3 separate regions of the Sus scrofa genome follow, and regions 2 and 3 are each linked to region 1. The links are chromatin contacts, called in public Hi-C and HiChIP or PLAC-seq maps. All regions are on one chromosome and are shown on one strand. The core of a region is the stretch at or near the end of the contact, and the rest is flanking DNA. Distances in the headings are between cores, read along the strand shown. Region 1 holds the start of NISCH (nischarin). Region 2 overlaps RFT1 (protein RFT1 homolog). Region 3 holds the start of SFMBT1 (scm-like with four MBT domains protein 1).

Evidence for each region. Hi-C and Micro-C count contacts between places; a contact is called where the count stands out from the background. HiChIP or PLAC-seq counts read pairs in DNA pulled down with a chosen protein or histone mark.
Region 2: a contact with region 1 is called in an H3K27ac HiChIP or PLAC-seq map of alveolar macrophages. The contact joins the enhancer-like site here to the promoter of NISCH in region 1. A contact is called at or near these places in 1 of 5 promoter capture datasets (fetal skeletal muscle), 5 of 47 Hi-C or Micro-C datasets (embryonic fibroblasts, heart right ventricle, mesenteric adipose tissue and 2 more) and 1 of 2 datasets of contacts at active chromatin or transcription factors (alveolar macrophages).
Region 3: a Hi-C map of omental adipose tissue shows a contact between it and region 1, with 1.7 times the contacts expected there. The contact joins the promoter of SFMBT1 here to the promoter of NISCH in region 1. A contact is called at or near these places in 2 of 5 promoter capture datasets (fetal liver and fetal skeletal muscle) and 7 of 47 Hi-C or Micro-C datasets (embryonic fibroblasts, heart right ventricle, mesenteric adipose tissue and 4 more).

The regions. Positions count from the first base shown.
Region 1 is chr13:34,594,240-34,597,720 of Sscrofa11.1, forward strand. NISCH (nischarin) reads left to right here and starts at 1,549. Exons shown (of 21, transcript XM_001925354.5): 1 at 1,549-1,785. The coding sequence starts at 1,690. It overlaps TNNC1 (troponin C1, slow skeletal and cardiac type), which reads right to left and starts at 81. Exons shown (of 6, transcript NM_001130243.1): 1 at 49-81. The coding sequence starts at 72.
Region 2 is chr13:35,202,626-35,206,106 of Sscrofa11.1, forward strand. The region is part of intron 13 of RFT1 (protein RFT1 homolog); the gene reads right to left. Among named protein-coding and RNA genes, the nearest start is that of SFMBT1, 23 kb to the left of the region's middle. Within about 2 kb of position 1,691, at least 15 of the 83 cell types and tissues checked have an H3K27ac peak or open chromatin away from gene starts, as enhancers often do. A contact at or near this core is called in alveolar macrophages, retroperitoneal adipose tissue and subcutaneous adipose tissue, where this site is marked.
Region 3 is chr13:35,179,482-35,182,962 of Sscrofa11.1, forward strand. It overlaps SFMBT1 (scm-like with four MBT domains protein 1), which reads right to left and starts at 1,593. Exons shown (of 22, transcript XM_021068955.1): 1 at 1,079-1,593.

The sequences.
Region 1 (3,481 bases), core at 299-2,798:
GCCCCCTGTGGGCCCGCCACCCCAGCCCTGCCCAGGCCCATCCCTCACCGCAGCCTTGTAGATGTCATCCATACTGGCGGCTCACAGGGCAGGCTGCTGAGGTTGCCAGCAGCGGCCCTCGGCTTAAATAGCCCTGCCCCGCCACATTCCCGGCCCAGCCCACCCCTGCCTGCCGTATCCTCCACTCCCTCCCCTGGACCTGGTGATCTCACACTGGCCTGAGTCCCTGTGTCCTCCGCCCAGGGCAAGGAGAAGATGAAGGGCTATAAGGACCAGGTCTCTCTCCCTCTGTCCTCCATCTCCCCAGGGACTCTCCAGAAAAGTTTTTTGAAAAAATGAAAACATAAGCCCAGGACAGACGGGAGCTGTGTACAGGGGCCTCGCCTGGGGCCCACTATACTGCAGCTCCTGTCTGCCCCGGAGGTGAGGCCCCTATACACAGCAGCTCAACCCCTATCCAATCAAGGGAATAGGTGAGGCTCCTGGAAGGACTTGCTTGAGGTCTGGCTGACGTGGCAGCTCCTAACTTAGGTTAAACCTCTCTGGAGCAGGGGCAACACTATGTAAGGAGAGGGTGGGAGAGCAGAACCCTCAGAGAAGCCTCGAATGCCAAGTTCAGAGTACGGTGCTGTGGTACTAGTGGAGAAGGAAGGCACTGACCTACCTCAGGAGAGTATGGGCTGGAGCCTTTCTGCCAAGGGTGCCAGAGAAGCCCTGCCTGAGACCTCTCATCTCCCCAGGGAGAGAAGTACTAGCTCTGGGCTTGACTGCATTCAATCAATCATTCAACAAACTCACCCTCACAGATGCCCCATCTGTGTAAGACTGTTCCCCTGAAGTTGGTTTACCACCTCTCTCTTCTAGATCTGGGTCTTCCCCTGGGTTAAGGCTCCTTCTCTGCCTGTGCTCCAGTACTGCAGTTCCTGGGTCCAGAGCCAATCTATCGCCCCCTCATTTTGAGCTCTAGTAGAACACCAGCGGGGGTCTTGTGCCAGATGGCCAGCACATAGCCATTGCTTCCACCTAACTCAACACCTTCTCGCAGAACTCACACCAGCTCCCTGCCTTGCCTGCCAGGCGTTTGCGTGGACTAGCCCACTCAGTTCTCTGGAAGCCCATGTGACATAGATCTGAGTCTTGGAGAGGTTAAGAACTGACACAATTATTCTGTCCTGCTTGCATTCTAAGCCCCAATTTTTCTTCTCCTTTAGCCTTCTTGTGCTCAACTGGGAATGAGCCCAAGAGGAAGGTGAGAGGTAACCACTGCCTCTTTTCTGGAGAAGGAAACTGAGACCAAGCGAAGCAGTGACTCGCTTCAGGTACGCCGGAAGGTGCGGGGCCATTGGTCCTTCCTTCCTGGGCACTGACTGGCAATTCCCAGAGCAGTTCCCGCCCGGAGCCTCAGTTTCTCCCCCGCTGCTAGGAGCGCGGCGGGCGGGGCCAGGCAGGTACAGATTACGCAAGTGGACCTTCCCGGGCAGCCTGCGCACGCGCGCCATTGGCAGCTGCTGTCAATTACGCGCGAGGGGCGGAGCTGGGCGGGGCGCGAGGAGGCGGCCGGTCCAAGATGGCTGCTTGGTGAGCAGCGTGGGGCGGGGGGCGGGGGCCGTCGGGGGGCGGTGGGACGCTGACCCCGCCCCCTGCTGCTGCCAGTCTGCTCCGGGCGGCGGCGGCGACCGAGCCCGGAACATGGCGGCCGCGGCGCGCAGCTTCGGGCCCGAACCGGAGGCCGAGCCGGCCAAGGAGGCTCGCGTCGTGGGCTCTGAGCTCGTGGACACGTATACGGTGTGCCGAGGGCCCCGGTGCCTGAACTAGGGGTGGCGGCTGGAACCCGATTTCAGAGTTGGGAGGTTGGGGAGGGAATCTGGGCCCAGCATCTGAAGAGGAGGAGGTGGGGGACTGCGATTTTGAAGTGGGGACCTGGAATAGCGGAATCTGGGGAAGGACCCTGGGCCCTGCAGGTAGGGAAAGAGGGTCCTGGGGTGGGGCCCAGGGAGGGGGCCTGGGAAGTGTACGCGTTTAGAAAAGCAGGATAGGGTTGGGGAAAGATTAGAGGATAAAGGGGGTCTGCGGAAGACAGGAGTCGGGTTGAGGCGGCGGTCCCTCTAGATCTTCTAGGCCTTGAGAGGCGCCGGCCTGGGAGGACGTGACAAGGGGTCTGGAAGGAGGGGAATTAGGGAAAGGGTCTCTGATGGATGAAATCTGCAGAAAGGGTCAGGGCCCTGCGGGCGGGGGCGGAGGAGACGGGGCCTTGACGTGGGAGGCCTGAGGTTGCAGTTGAGATTTGCTCTAAAAGTGAAGGGGGGCTCAGGTTCCTTGGGGCTCTGGCAGAAACAAGAATGGGGTAAGGGTGGAGCCTAGACACCGGCAATTGAAGGGGTGGCTCAGGGCTGAAAGCTTAAAACCGGGGAACCTTAGGGATCTTCATGGCTTTGGATTATGGGGGTGAGTTGGTGCTGTAAACTGCCCACGCACACTTCAGAGCTACGGGGGTGATGGAGGACAGCAAAGGGGGCAGGTTCCAGACTGTGATGAGTTGGAGGCCCTCCTGGGTCTGGATGGGATTGGGCACCTGGCCTACAGGCCAGGTTGGCTGCCTGGCAGGGACTGAGCATCTGAGCACCTCCCAGACTCCTGTCTTTTGTTCCTGGAAGGTGGGAAGTATGTGGGGGGCTTTGGCCCTGCCTTCGCCCCATCCTTTTGGACCTCATCCTAACCCTCCTCCAGGGTCATTCTTTCCTGTACTGGAGGGAGGGGATGGAAACTGCCAGGCTGGGTAGAGAGGCTGGGGACTAATTCTGTAGCAACAGGCAGGCCCTGGAGAAATGGCTGCTCCTCCATGGATGCTTAGGCTGAGTTGATTACTTTCTCCTCCCCCTTCCCTGCTTGCTTCAGGGAGGGGCGGGACCCTAGGACCAGGGGTCCTCATCCAGGTGAAAGTTGAGGTCTCTGAGTTGATGCCTGGCCGGCAGTCATGCAGCCACTGCATTCAGCTGGAGGATAAGCTCCAGAAAGCTCTCCTTATTCCGCAGGGCTGAGTCCCTCCTCTGAATGGTTGTCAGGGAGATGGTGACCTAGACTGACCATACCGTTTTGTGTCCTTTTGTCCGGGTATGCTGAGTTGAATATTAATGCACCTACCTTTGGTTGAACACTTGCTACATGTCAGGCCTTATATAAAGCATTTTGAATGCATTATCTTATTTGATTCTTAAATCGACCAGATTTTAAGATGGAGGAACTGAAGCTCAGGGAGAACTTAGGCTCTCAGCCACTTACGTAAGTGACATACATAAACCATAGCCAAGAAATGCCAGAACCTGATTCTGAACCCAGATCTTCCTTGACTCCAAGACCCGTTTCTTTTCTGTTAGGGCTTGATTGTCTATCACCATTCTCTGCCGCCCTCCCCTCAGCTTCTTAGTGCCTTGACTCCTAGCTCAGCAGCAGAAATAACAGCCATGAACATGAATCCACAGCT
Region 2 (3,481 bases), core at 441-2,940, 610 kb after region 1:
CTGCCAGCCTAGGCCACAGCCACAGCAATTCAGCATTCAAGCCATGTCTGCAACCTACACCATAGCTCACAGCAATGCCAGATCCTTAACCTACTGAGCAAGGACAGGGATTGAACCCGCAACCTCATGGTTCCCAGTCGGATTCATTTCTGCTGTACCACGACAGGAACTTCTAAGCAAACTCTTAAACTAACTCTCAATTTTCTTTTCTTTCTTTTGTCTTTTTAAGGCCACACCCATGGCATATGGAAGTTCCCAGGCTAGGGTTTGAATTGGAGTTACAGCTACCAGCCTATGCCACAGCCACAGCAATGTGTGATCCAAGCCATGTTTTCAACCTATACCACCGCTCTTGGCAACGCCAGATCCTTAACCCACTGAGGAAGGCCAGGTATTGAACCCACATCCTCATGGATACTAGGCAGGTTCATTACTGTTGAGCCATATTGGGAACTCTGCCCCCAATTTTCAAGACAGATAAGAAGGGTACTGCAGTAGGAGTTGGATGGCTCCTTTGAGTCCTTAGGCTCAGTGTTTACAGCACAAATCAAATTTGGCCCCTTGATAACAGAGGAACGGAGTCCAGAGGTAGGTGGCACCTGCATGCGCTCAGTGTGCCACACCTGGTAGAGTGAGGGAGACTTGATCAAGATCACCCAGTGAGGTAGAAAGGGGCATCCAGGCTGGGGTGTATGCACGTATGCAACACCATGGGCCGCTTAGAAGGCAAACCCTGCTTGTGTATCTCAGAAGGCAGATGTGGACACGAGAGGATTTCCCCAGTGGTAGTGCAGATGGAAAGAACGCCGCAGGAAGGACAAGGCTGGGGTCCTTCTCCACCAGAGCATGGCTTGGCCCCGTGGTGGCAGGTTTGCTGCAGGAGAGCTAAGAGGAGACGAGGACAGGCAGCCAGTGTGCTTGGGCATCATGCCATCAGCCCTGCATGATGTCACTCTCCAGTTACGAAAGAGAAAAAAAAAAAAAATGCAAGTAGCTCTGTCCTTTCTATTGACCCCGACAGCCTGACATCTGCACACCTGCAAGAGCATTTTCTCGTCATGGAAGAGACACAACTTAGGGATCTCACAAGCCACGAGAGAAAGAAAGGAATCTTCGGCTCTAGCTCAGGAACATAAAAATGCACTGTACTAGTCTGGTTTGTTCATAAAATTGTTGTGTTGAGGCCCTAGGGGAAACAAAAAGGAAAGCTATTTCAGCAACATTCCCTAATTTGGTTGGGATTATGTGTGGAGGAAACATTCCTGTTTTCCTCATGGCTACAGTGTTTCGGTTCTCCTGGGTCTTCGTGCTTCTCCCTGCTTGGCTGTGCCAGGCTCTGATGGCGGCCAGACGAGAGTGCGCCTTGAGAACAGGGAGGCTGGAACTAGCCAACGCTGGGGTTCGCAAGGTGCACCTATTGAAAGGACCGGGCTCCTGTGTCACTCAGAGTCATCTTATAACACCCTTCTGAAAGACACCCTGATGCTGGTTCCCCTGGTGTCACCTTTTGTAATTTTCAATAGGAAGTGCCAAGAAGTGAGTGAGGAGCCACAGTGAGTCATGCTTTCATTTCAGACCCCCTTCTCTCCTGCTGACATGGCTGCGTGGAAGCCGCACACTATTAGTTCCACATAATTGAAAAGTGTGTCAGGATCTCTCAGACAGGAACCCGAAACATGCTGCTCAGTTGTCACCTCCAACGTGACTAATGTGGTTGTGTCTTAATTAGTCACTGCTCGCTGTGCTGACAGCATCAGAGCCCTGTTCCAAGGCCCCAGTTTGTGGTGCAGATGAGAGTAAATGACCAAGAGCTGCCAGATTTCCAGGTCCCTTTCCCACTGAGTGCTCTGAGCCCTGGTGGCTTCTGCCAAATGCATTGGTCAGACCAGGACAACATGGTTACAGTAAAGTCAACAGGGTCGTAACTTTGGGACACATCTGGGAGCAAGGGAGGTAATGAGACAAGTAAATGGTGGACCAGAACATTCTTTCATGAGTCAGCTGTTACATCAGAGGCCATCATGCAGCCCCTCCAGAGCTGAAGGGACAACTGTGGATGAACCATACCACCCTGGCCAGCCCCTGCCAAGTGAGAGCTGACTGAACTGGGTGCTTACCTGCCCTGAGGGTGGCCCATCCACTGGCTCACTTATGACCCATGACCCACAGTAGCTGCCCTTTGAAGATAACCTGTGCCGGGTCCATTTCTCCTCAGGGGCTCTGCTTTAGAACAGAGCTTAAAGCAGAGAGGAGAGATTGTGGGAAGAAGATAAAGGTGGTGAAAGAGATGATTTCATCAATGTGAGAAGCTGGACCTCTACCCTGAGAGCAGCATTTGGTTCTGGGACTCCTTCTCTCATGCCCACCAGCCTGACTGCCCACCGCCTGGGCCCCATTGTGAAGCCAGGAGGAGCTGCCCGGAGCGCCCGGCACCTGCCAGCCTCACGGGGCAGCACCCCTCTGGCTTCTCAAGCCCCCAAGGCCCTTTGTTCACTCACCTCAAGGCACAGCATCCAGGGCACTCCAACTCTTTAGGAACCTACAGAAATGACTGAGAAGGAAATAAATTGACTGGCTCCAAAACAGTAAGCTTTAAAACTGATGTTTGAATGTCTGCAGAGCCTAACACCATGCCGATTAGCCAACCACAGCTCTTACATACTTCCACACTTGCTATGTTCAGTGTGAGACACAGTGCACTGTGATCAGGTTGACAAGCTGTGGGGAGGGGTCTCTATGCATATGATGCAGCCTGGACAGAGCTCTGGGTGCACCTACTCTGGTGAGCACCCAGTTTGTGTGGGAAAGATCTGACTCCCTATTGCTCACCTTACACACTTTCCCACTGAACCACACTGCCCCAGAAGGATGGAATAGCGAACAGGCCAGAAGCTGACTGCACTTTGGGATGGGGCACCCCACAACTTCTGCTAATTAATCTGGAGGATAATTAAAGAGTATTTATAATATTTCCATCATTAGGCCCCTAAAGGAGCCCATTTTCCCAAATTCAATCTGATACACCCAGATGGTTCTGGTTAAGAAGGAATGACACAGGAGTTCCTGTTGTGGCGCAGTGGTTAACGAATCTGACTAGGAACCATGAGGTTGCGGGTTCGGTCCCTGCCCTTGCTCAGTGGGTTAATGATCTGGCGTTGCCGTGAGCTGTGGTGTAGGTTGCAGACGCGGCTCGGATCCCGCGTTGCTGTGGCTCTGGCATAGGCCGGTGGCTACAGCTCTGATTTGACCCCTAGCCTGGGAACCTCCATATGCCGCGGGAGCGGCCCAAGAAATAGCAACAACAACAACAACAACAATAACAAAGACAAAAAAAAAAAAAAAGAGAGACCAAAAAAAAGAAGGAATGACACAGAGTACAGGGTCTGACTCGGCCATGGAAATTGGGGTTGGGTCAATGACACATATTAGGGATGTTTCTTTCCCTCCCACAGACTCTTCAAATAAAACATCCTTGCTACCC
Region 3 (3,481 bases), core at 343-2,842, 590 kb after region 1:
GCGCCAGGGAACTTGGGCGCCCCCGGTGCGGCCGACTGGCCACTTTCCTTTCACGCCCGGGGGCTGCCGTGCGCCCTGCTGCCGGCTTGAGACGGCCGGCCGCGTCTCGCTACCGCGGCGAGGCGCCCAGGCGCGCTCCTGCCTCCCGGCCGGCCAGCGCGCGGGGCCTCGGGGGCGCGCCAGGCCGCGCGCGGGCGTCGCGCTCCCCCCGCCCCGCCCCCGCCCCCAACGTGCCGCCGCCGCCCGTTGGCGCCTCAGCCCGCGCGCCCGCCGGCCGCCGGCTCCCGGCGGATTTTCGTTGGCAAAGTTGCGCGGCCGCCTAGAAGGGGCCAGCAGGCAGTCCCCAGTCCCCGCGCCGCCGCCGCCCCTTCAGGCCGCCGCGCGGGAAGGCCCAGCCGGCAGCCCCGCTTTTTTACCTGCCGGGAGTTTTCGCGCGCTCGCTCTCTCAATAGCTCGCTTTTCCCCTCTCGCGCTCGTTTTCTTTCTTTCTTTCCTTCTTTTCGTTCGCCCGCGCGGACGCTTTTTCCGTTCGCGCCGCCTGCGCTCGCCCGCTCGCGCCCTCCTTCCTGCTGGGCTCCGCGGAGCGGGGCGGCAGGCAGCTCTCCCCGCCCCCCTCCACCCGCGCTCCGGCGGAGGCGGCGGCCGCGGCGCTCCGCACTCCGACTCATTCCAATATGGCACGGGCGCAGGGCGCATGCGCCCGCGCCCCCCCCACCATCCGCGCTCCTCCCGGCAGCCGGCGCCCCTCGCGCCGCGCGTGTGGCGCCCCCCGGCCCGGCCTCTCCAAGCCCTCCCGCGCGTCTGCCCGCCCCGCGGGACCTGTGCCGGAGGCGAGGCGACTGCAGACTTAAGTCCTGGGGGTCCAGAGCCACCCGCCGCCGCCGCCCGGCATGCTCCAGCCCACAACTTGCCCTGGACACCCCCTGGGCCGTGGCACAGGGCACGCGGTGGCGCCTCCCGCCCCCGACGGCGCTACAGCCCGGCGCGTTGGGGCCCCGACGGAGAAACGCGCCTCCCAGGACCCAGCGCCCACGCTGCCCCTGCTCGGACCCACGAGGGAAGGGCCCCCTCACCTCACCTCGGGTTGGATGGAACCCCGGGAACCAGGTGGCGTCCCGATGTCGGTTTTGGCGTTCGGGCCGGGGCGAAGCGCGATGCTGTCGTCCGCACGTGACAGCCTCTGGCAAGATGGCATTAGCGCAGGAACGCACCGAGCGGCGGCCTGAGCCCAGTTAGGCGCGTGTCGCCGCGGGAGAAGGCTGCGTCCGCCCGCCTGGCCCACGTCCGGGATCTGGCGCACCCTTGAGACCTGGGAGGGCACCTAACTGCCCCCTGACTGCGAAGTCAGACCGGAGCCCCGCGGCGCACCCGGTATTTCTAGGCTTCCGCAGGAGGCGCCCTGTAAATCCGAGTTTTCCTGCCGCTCGGGGCCCTGGCGAGGTGGCAAGAGACGGCTGTCTAAATCGGGCGGGAGAGCAGGGCCCCGGGGTCGAGACAGTAGCTCCTTAGTGACTATGAACCGGCCCCGCAACCCGAGGTGCCCACTTGCGGTTTACTTCTCCGAGCTCGTTCGCCCCTTACCCACCGAACACAGGTGCTGGTGGGACACTCGCCCGTCCCCACCTGCTCTGGAAGAGAGAAGGAAGTGCCCGAGCCTCGGAGACCTGGGAGTGCTCGGACTCCCGGTCCTGAGAGGAGGGCTCCGATGGGCGCTGATCACTGCTGCCTTTCAAGGTGGAGGAGTCATCCCCACCGCAAGGAATTCAGGGGTGCCAAATGCGGTTCAAGTCTGCGCTGGGAAATAATACCCCACTTTACAGAGTTGCTCACAGGCACGCTGCTGGCTGGATATTTTAACTGCCCCTGAAAAGACAATATGACAGCCAGGGAGGAAGAAAAATGCAAAAAGAGTAAAGTAGTATCCATAATACATGAAACTTTTCACACATTAAACCTTCCACCCACCTACACGTCTTTACATAGTAGCAACCACACATTGTCTTTTGTGTTTGCTACCATCACTAACATTTTTCTTTTGTTCACATGATGCATTTTTAATGTGTGCAGATATCTTCATCCATTCAGTCAGTCTCCTACCATTGCCTATTTTGGTTCCTTACAATTGTTTACTAACACATCCCTTAGTTCTGCCTTTGGGATAGATTCCTGGCAGTTAAATACCCAGATGAAAGGCTAAGCAAGGAAGGGCGAGGTGGGCTTGCCCCACAGTGCCAGAGGACTTACCAAAGAGCTGCTGCCCTACTCATTCTCCACCTCCCAGGAACAAGTGTAAAGAGTTTAATACACATTTCTAAGCCTTGGGTACCATCTTTTTTCTCCCCTATTTTAGCAGTGTCTGTTGGTAGTTCAAGGTTACTTCAGTATTTCTCAGTAAATGTTTATCCCTGCATTTACTATCTGTATTTCCCTTCTATAAATGATCTGTTCATGTCTATTCATCTTTTGGGGACTTGAACCTCTTCTAACTTCGAATAAGCATTTTTTTATGTTATATTGTTCCTATGTTGTCAGTGATCCAAAGTGACAGTCCATTGTTCTTTTTTTGTTTTATTCAATCTGTCATGCTAGTCTCTTGTGATTTTTTTAATTGCTCCAATGCTGATGAAGCGAGCTTTCTTCCACCCATCTGATAGTGTATTTTTCCACTGATTTTCTACAATTTTATTTATTTACTTAGTCTTTTTTGACCACTCCTGGCATTTGGAGTTCCAGGGCCAAGGATCAGATCCAAGCCCCAGTTGCAACCTAAGCCACAGCTGCAGCAACACTGGATCCTTAACCCACTGTGCCAGCCCTGGGATTGAACCTGTGTCCTAGGGCTCCCAAGATGCCACCAATCCCATTGCACTACAGCAGAAACTCTTGCACAATTTAATTTTATATTTAATTATTTGGCAATTATCCATGATAAGTTTATTTTGCCATGTGGTATCAAATATGGATTTAACTAACTACCGCCATCACCAATTTTTTTTTTTTTTTTGCTTATGGAGTCGCCATTTATTAAATAATTCTTTCCTTATCCTTTGCTTATTAAAATCTTTTATGCTAGACTTTTGATTTTGGTTGGTCTATTTCTGAATTTTCCATTTCCTTTCACAGATTTTGGTTTGAACAAATACCATGTGGATCTAAATATTAGTTCTTTAAAATAGGTTCTCACATCTGGTAGGTCTAGATATTCCCCTAATGGATTTTTATTTTATTCAGAATATCACTTGATATTCAGACCAGTTTAAGTCCATATACATTCTAGGATAATCGTACAGGCATTAAGAATGCTGGAGATGGGATCATCCAGATTCAGTACTCACCAGCCCAATAACCTTGGAAATGCGTATCCCTTCTAGGCCTTAGGGTCTTTGTCTATAAAATGGGGATTAGAGTAACACTTGCCTCACAAGCTCAAAGCTTGGCACATAGTGTATACTCAGTAAATGTCAGCTGTTGTTGCTGATAT